Regions from separate parts of the Rattus norvegicus genome. Here region 2 is linked to region 1. The links are chromatin contacts, called in public Hi-C maps. All regions are on one chromosome and are shown on one strand. Each heading gives the region's core, a stretch centred on a gene start, on an enhancer-like site or on the middle of the called end of the contact. The rest is flanking DNA. Distances are from core to core; before and after follow the strand shown. Region 1 has its middle 16 kb from the start of Fam50b. Region 2 holds the start of Pxdc1 (PX domain containing 1).

Evidence for each region. A called contact is a pair of places that touch in the nucleus more often than the background predicts.
Region 2: a contact with region 1 is called in a Hi-C map of the A7r5 cell line, with 4 times the contacts expected there. The contact joins the promoter of Pxdc1 here to the enhancer-like site in region 1. A contact is called at or near these places in 7 of 12 Hi-C or Micro-C datasets (the A7r5 cell line, the Rat2 cell line, Schwann cells and 4 more).

What each region holds. Positions count from the first base shown.
Region 1 is chr17:30,408,511-30,412,345 of GRCr8, reverse strand. No RefSeq gene overlaps it. Among named protein-coding and RNA genes, the nearest start is that of Fam50b, 16 kb to the right of the region's middle. Within about 2 kb of position 1,740, at least 39 of the 93 cell types and tissues checked have an H3K27ac peak or open chromatin away from gene starts, as enhancers often do. A contact at or near this core is called in the A7r5 cell line, Schwann cells and liver, where this site is marked.
Region 2 is chr17:30,479,983-30,484,215 of GRCr8, reverse strand. Pxdc1 (PX domain containing 1) reads right to left here and starts at 2,355. Exons shown (of 5, transcript NM_001025719.1): 1 at 1,942-2,355. The coding sequence starts at 2,197.

The DNA.
Region 1 (3,835 bases), core at 491-2,990:
TCACATTCACAGAGCCCCCAGTCTGTGGTTAAGGAAGTATGCAGCAGTGAGCTCACTTCGCCTGGCACTGTAACAGAGCAGCTGGATGGGGAAGCATGAGCCTTTAGGCAAGTGCAGATCTGGAGGACCTTTAAACTACAGCCCAGCTGTGAGACCTGACAGGAAGCTGAAAACAGGGCAGTGACCTCTGCTCTGTGCAACGAGACCTTCATCCATCAGGCTCGTGAACAACAAGGGGAGGTGACAGGAAGATGGCTGCACTGTGAGTGCACTGCAGACTCTGTGAATGGAGAAGGGGGACAACACCCTGACACTTCTGGCATACTGCTTGCTTTCAATCAGGGGTCAGGCAATGTTGTTGTTTTATTTTGTTTTGTTTGGAAAACACAGCAAACCATTTTGACCTCTATGGACTCTGGGGTCTCAGCTTCTCAGCTTCTCAGCTCTGCTGTAGTACAAAGGCTGTGTTCCAATAGAATAGGCTTCATAAAAGCCAATAGGTGACCTGCTACTGCTGGATATGAACCCTTCAGCTAGAGCCAGGAGGTAACGACTACTATAACTGTCCCTGCTTCGGCCTGTTTATTTTGCTAATGCTGATGCTGTTGGATGATATCAGTTATGTACCTAGTGTGTAGTCCCCTTCACTCTGGCTTTCCATTCTGATGCCAACCTTTGTTGGCTGACTTTGGGTGAGGCATGAGCCGCCTCGTGTCTTGTCATCTAAAAATATCCCCACCAAAACTGGATGTGGCAGCGAATGCCTGCGATTCCAGCAGTTGATAAACTAAGGCAGGAAGATTCCAAGTCTGGGTCAACTCGGGTTGCAGAACAAGACTGGCTAAACAAACAAGCAAACATCAAATGAAGCAAATGAAAATATCTGCCTCTGGGACGTAGAATAGAGCATCTTCCCTGTTAGCTTCCTCAACATCAGCCTCTGTCTTTCCCATCGTCCTCTTCCCTTCCTAAGCATACATAGCCTCCCACTCACTGAGAAGCAGTCCGGGTAAGGTGGCACTCACCTGTAACCCTAGTACTTATGAGAAGGAAGCCAAGGGCTAGGAGCCCGTGGCCAGCCCAGGCCCAGGAGCTCCTGCCTGATGGGTAGGAGCAAAACCCTAACAGTTCATGAGTGTTTTTGTCTGTGAGGGCAAAATTCTCAAGTGTCCTCCAGTCAGGAGGACCTTTATAGCCATTAGGAGGCTGTTTTCCAAAACTCGATTTTAAAAGCTGCTTTAATAAAAGCACATTGTGTGCCTTGGTGTTTGTCTTGAGCCTTTTTCCCACTGGCATTTTAAATGAAGGGTTTTGTTCCTTTTTTCGTTTCTTCTTGCGTCCTTGGCAACAGTGGCTACATACCGACTCTTCACCCTTTCCTGGCCCTCAGAGCTAAGACTTGAGAGTCAGCCAAGAAGCCAAATAGCTTCTGTCTCTCCTTGTCTTTCTCCAGGACAAGCACAGCATGCCAAAGGGATGACCTCACCGCACAGCAGCCCGCCCTCTGCTTCCTGTTTCTTTCCTCCTGAGGAGTCGTGAATCCTATCAACAATATCACTAGACTCCGGGGCTCATTTCCCTGTTCCGAAAATGTCTGGAGTTGGAGGAGATGGGAGCCAAGGGTAATCAAACTAAGTCCCACTCTGCTCGCTTCCTGCAGAGCGGACCACGTTGCATGTTTTGTCTGGTTGATCCAGCCAAACACTCACTCCCAGGTCAGACCCTAGTGAGCTCATGTGTCATGCTGGATACCCACTGTGCCCCAGGCAGGTTTCGTGACTGCTGACGCTTAGCACACATAGACCATGTGCTCTGGGGGAAGGTCTTCTTGAATATAAACCCAGATGAGCGATTTAAGATTATTATGAAGTAGACAACACACCATGATCAGGTTTAGGTTTTCCTGTGTCTGTCTCCCTGCAGTTTGAAGTCCCTGTCCCTCAGGCAAAATCATTAGTAGGAACTCTAACCAAGAGCCTAGATACAGGGATTTGAAACAAAATATTCAGTTGCTTAAAGCTAGAGAGATGGTATAGTGGTTAAGTGCACTGGCAGCTCTTACAGAGGGCCTTGGTCTAGATTCTCAGTATATGCCTAGTGGCTCACAACCATCTGTAATTCCAGCTCCAGGGGATCAAATTCCCTTTTTTTAGCCTCTGTGGGCACCACACACTCATGCACTCAGGTGAAACACCACCCATATAATACATACTTTAAAATAATTTTTAAAATAAAATATCAATGTCTTGCAGCAAGGAAGGATGAAGAGGGGACTGAGGAGATGACTCAGCAGTTAAAAAATATTCTTCTCCTGCAGAGGACCCTAGCACCTCAGTGGCTCACAACTGAGAGCTCCAGGGGTTCTGATGTCCCCTTCTGCAGCAGCACTTGCACTCATCTGTACATACTCATACACCGGCGCACATACATATACACACAATTTAAAACTATTCTTTTTAGAAGAAGGGATCAGGGATCAGGAATAGCCTTCAGAAGTACTACCCCAGTGACATCCTTCCTCCGACTAGGCTGGCCGCCGTCTTAGAGTTTTGTTCCCTCCTCAATAGCTCCACCAGCCAGGTACCAGGTGATAAAACACAGCAAGGGTGGAGTGGGGTAACATTTCATTTCGAATAAAGAATATAATATCATAAGCATACATACAAATTACTAGACGGTATGTACATATTTCCAGAATAACATGGGTGGTTTAGTGTAGTGATACACGATTGGGTTTGAATTTGACATCCATGGCTATTAGAGGCATGCTGGTGTGAAAATCCACAACTCAAAACCTATGTAGTCTAAGTCCATGCATCACCATGTGATACCGCAGTTAGGCTTTTCTGGGGCTTGGATCCGCATCTGTAGCTGCTTCCAGAACAGATTTTGATAATTCCACAGATGTGTCAGTTGCACTCCCATGTCTCCTTGGGACACCGGGCCTGCCTTGACTTAGGAATATTAACTGTTTGTTTGTTTTAAAAAAGAGTATCAGCCAGGCTTGGCCTGTCTATATCTAACTGGCCCGCTCCCTGACTCTCCTGTAGATAAGTTATTTATAGTTATATATTAAATGTTGTAATCATTGAATTCTGATGCTTTCAGCATCTGTCTGTCTAAATACAGAAGTGCTCCTCAGCCCAGAAGCCTATCTAACTCAGACACTGCTCATTTTCAGGAAGAACTGCAGGTCCCTCTTCAAGTGATCAATGAGCCTTGTAAGCTTCACATTTCATCTGCCCATGTCATCTGCTTCTCTGGAAGCTATGCCACATCCTCTCAGGGAAGCAAGCTGCCTTTGTTTCTTGAGACAGGATCTCTGTAGTCCAGAATGGGCTCAACTGCGCTGAGCATGACTTTGAGGGTCTATGGTCTAGCCTCTACCTCCTGAGTGCTGGGATCGAAAGTGTTTGCCGCTATACCCAGCTTTATGTGGTACCAGAGACTGAACCCAAGGCTAGACATGTGCTGTACCAACTAGGCTACGTCCACAGGCTCAGCTATGTTTGTCTTTAACTGAAAAGCTGCAGGTTACAAGTATGTCTTTTGTATTTATTTGTAGTCGAGGCAACTATGCATGGCACTTACCATCCCTCTACTTGTAACTTGTTTGGCTGTGCGTTGCTGGTAAAGCCTACTGCAGTCCCTTGAGTGCTGTGTGCGCACAGTGGCAGCTCCTGACAGTGTCTGACGTGTGTCAAGCAAAATCTCCTTCCAGACAAGATCATTCGCTTTCTGTACTTCAACCCCCCCCCTTTGTTTTCAAATTTACTCCCTTTGTAAAACACTTTTCTTCATTCAGGTGTGGTGATATACAACTTTAATCTCAGGA
Region 2 (4,233 bases), core at 1,106-3,605, 71 kb before region 1:
TCTTAATAGGTTTACATCAGCTAGGACCTGGCACCAGTGATGGGCAGTTCTACTGGTCCCACAGCAGGTTGTCAGCCACTGTGTCTCACCCTAGCTGCCCCTGCCAGCTCTGTCAGAACATCTGACCCCCACTTCTGCATCTTTCTACCCTTCAGATACTTGAAGGCAGCTCTCATAGCCCGTGGTTTTCTCCACGATAGTCACCCACTTCTAACCACTTTTAAATACTTTACTCTTTGGAGCCTGTGCAGCTACGCTGCAGGGCCTGTGACTCGACTCCAGACAGTTGCATAAATGCAAAAGAGGCCAGGTGAACAGAGGTAAGATGGTTTCCTCCCTTCTGCTCCAGGGAAGGCCTTTTCACCTGTGACTCCACACCAACGCCACACCCCTTCCCACACTCTCCACAACCAGCACCCCCGGCCAGAAAGAAGGTGCTGACAGTAAGCAAGTGGCATTTACAGACACTGTCACCAGATACAACCAGGCATTTCACCCCTCACAAAACCCCACGGGCAATAGGTACTCTCATAGACGATGAATGATTCTAGTTTGTCTGTGGCCACAGCAGAGCTCTGGGACCTGCTCAGAGGGAGAGTCGGGAAATTCAACTTGTTTATGGCCTGCCTTGTTCCAGAAGAAGCCACTGAGTAAATCACTACCCCTTCCTTATGCTTTCCTGACTCAGACATGCATTTGTTAAATTAAAAAAAAATATCAAATTTAAAACAATAAAAATAGGTCTAATCTCAAAATGGTGCTCAGGCACTGGGAGGGGCTGGGACGGAGATCTAAGCCAGGCTTGTCACTCCCGGCTTCCACACTCACTTGGTTTTGGGAATCTATCCAATTGATGTGTCTGCCAGGGGATGTGTCATGAGAATGGAGCTAATTATCCCCATAATCCACACATTGGTGGAACCTATCACCGGAGGGAAACGGAGGTTATCTCAAGCCCTTAGCCAGACAGGCGGCCAAGGAGGCATGTACTGGCTAACCTTGAGTAACTTCGCCCCAAGCTGTCACAGGCTGGCTGCTTTGAGAACTCTGCCAAAATGAGGGCTTGGTTCCATGGGTCTCCAAGCCCTGGAAGGCCAGGCACTGCTCAGAAGCTCTATTGATCCCTCCTGTCCCACCGCCTACTAGCTAACTGCCCCACACTTTATTCTTCCCCATCTCTATCAAGATCCCTCTCCAGTTTCCTCCACTCTTCCAGTCCTTTTGCTGGCAGTGGGAAAGGGGAAGCCACTGCTGTTTGAGAAAACAACAGTCAGGGCCAACCAGGACCGTCACAAGGCCAGGGAGGAGGCGGCTGTGGCTAATCAAATCCGAATGTGGACCCAGCTCAGGGGTGGGGACCCTGGGGTTGGCCGGACAGATGCAGGCGGGGCGGCTCCCTCCAGGAGAGGTGGAAAAGATTGCTGCGTGGCACCTCGCTTTCAGGCTCACTATCTTCGAATACGAATGGGGCCCAACCGGGCAGGACCTGGGCAGCGATCATAACCGCTGAGATTTCCCAATTCTGATACTCTATAACTGTCTCTACGCTTTCCAGCAAACCCAATCCAGCCGCCACTGGTTCTCCGGAGGTGGCTGGGACCCAGTAGCTGTCAGATCTGGATGTCGCCTCGGCAAAGCAGAGCTCCGCTTCTTCACAAGTGGCTCGCTCTTTGGGACAGTCAGGCGACAGTTCTGCTGACCTTGTCCCCTTCCCCACCCATCTCATTTATCCTCCAAGAGTGTGCGCCCCAGGCTCCGTGCCGGCTCCCAGTCAGGGAAGACAGGGTCTAGATGTCCTCGGTCAGTTGCCCGGTAGAGTTTTAGGAAACTCTTCCCGCCGATTTCACTGCACTTAGACGCGATCTCGTCGCAATGTTCCTTCCCCAGAGCCCCTCCCTCAGCCCCCTGATGCCCCAACCCTTCAGCCCCGCAGCCCCGCACCTTGCCGCAGCGGCGCACGCGCCAGTTCAGACCGGTCCTCCGGGAAGGCGTCACGGAGGCGCTTGCACAGGCGGCCCAGGTCCGCGAAGCTGCGGTGCAGGTAGAGCACACTGCGGTCCGACCACTCGGTGCGGATCTCGAAGAACTCCTCCTCATCGCCACGCCGGCTGACGATGAGCCTGCGGATCCCGTTCACCCAGCAGCCGCGCACGAACATGTTCACGAGCGACGTGCCCTCAAACACCGCCGAGGCCATGCCGCGGGAGGCGCATGCCCCTGCCGCCGGGGGCGCCCTCGGCCCCCGACTGGGGTCCGCCTGGGCAGAGTGGGTCTGGGCAAGGGCGATCAGGAATTCTCTGTGGGACGCGGTCGATCCTCGCAACGGCCGTTAAGAGTCCCGGTGGGTAGAAGTTGATGCCCCGCGGATGTGCTCTAGCTCTTCGCGCACTCTGGGGCGGCTACGTGCGGCCCGCGCTCTGGGCGGCGTCGCCAAGAGTCTGTCTGACTGCTCCGGCTGCGGCTTTATAAGGCACTTCCCATCGCGGGCGGTGCGGGCGTCGACGTCGAGTCCGGGCTGCAGCACCTCCCTCCTGCCTCCCGCTGACCCGCCGCGGGCGGTCCCGGCCCAGGCTCCACGCAAGGCGCCGCCTCCCCAGTCTGCCCGCTGCTAAGCGGGGCGGGTCCTGCGCTCTCCCGGAGCGCAGGGCGACTTTCTGCTCGTTCCTACTCTGAATCCTCGGGATTCTGCCTGGAGTTGAGCACTCTGCCCGGCACTCGCGGGGGTGGGATTGACACGTCGCTGAAGTCCAGAGTCCCGAGGCGGCGCCGCACGGGGCGGGGACGCGGGCTCATACCGCACGGGGATCCGGACAGTGGGACTGGTGCTGGTCCCCGCGCCGCCCTCGACCCGCCCGGCCTGGGCCGGGACTCAGGCTGGCCCGCCCAGTGTCCCATCGGTTACCGGCGTCTCCGCCCCGGGTCCTCCCGCGCATTCCGGTCGTGCCTTAGCTTGTTGGAGGCCCGGGACGCGGCGGGACAGACCCACCAGAAGGCAAGACCGTGTGGTTCTTAGAAGAGGAGCCCCCAGGAGATCGGCCGGCCGGCCACCCGTGGGGTCGTCTGCTAAAAGGATATGGGGCAGAACTGTAGGGGACACGGGTCTCCCTGGAGAGAGAAACTCGGGAGGAGCTTAGGAAGTCCCCCTTGGCAGAGCTGCCCACTGAGAACGAATGCACCGCACTGCGCCCAATTGAAAAACAGTGTCTAGCATTAAAAATTTTAAGTTGGTTCCAGACACATTCTTCTGCCTAAAACAGAGGAAAAAGACTCTGCCTTTTGGGTTATAGAGAGTCAGCGAAGCCCAGTGTGGAACAGAGACATTAGAAACTAGCGACAGGTATTCCTTCTCTGGACCTCAGTGACCCTGATATCCGTTGACTTGTCAACACCGGCAGCGGGCTGGTATTTAGGTCGCTTTTGTCGCTGCAGAAACCTCCTGGACAAGGGAGTACCCCTCCTATTTACCAAAAAGTTCTGCTGAGGCATTCCTGGGCCAGCCTCCACTCCTACCTGGAACCCTGTCCCTTCTGAAGCTGTCCCCTCCCCCAGCACCATCCCCAGGATCCCCCAGAAGCAGCTCTTCAAACGCCCCATCTTTAGGGTAGAGTTTGCTGGGAACAATCAAGTCTTCAATTCGCTGCTGCTCAAGTGACCTAGCTGGGTGAAGCTGGCCTCCTCTTTGAGCCTGTCATTCCTGAGCGCTGAAGAAAGTGTTTTTATATTAACAGTAGATGCTTAAAGAGTTCTGGGAGTAAAGCTAGATGGCAAAGGAACAGTAGTCACAGTTGGAGCGTCACTGGTTGAACACACTATCTTTTATGCCGCGTAGAGCATCCATTAATCACTTTTCTATACAGCCTAGAAACTTCACTTAAAAAAAAAAAGATAGCACGGGTCTGGAGTGGCTCACATATGTAATTCAAGTAACCCAGGCAGGGACAGAAGACCTTCTGAAACTGGAAGTCAAGGTTCCACAGTGCTTTCCCCTCCCCTCCCCTCCCCCCCTTTTCTCTGTCTCTCTCTGTGTCTCTGTCTCTGTCTCTCTCTCTGTGTGTTTGTCTCTCTTTGTTTCTTTCTTACTCTCTTCCTTTATCTTTCTGTCTCTCTCTTTCTCTGTCTCTCTGTCTCTTTGTCTCTCAGTCCCTGTCTCTGTCTCTCTGTCTCTGTGTGTGTGTCTTTGTCTCTCTTTGTCTCTCTCTTACTCTCTCTTCCTTTGTCTCTCTGTCTCTCTAT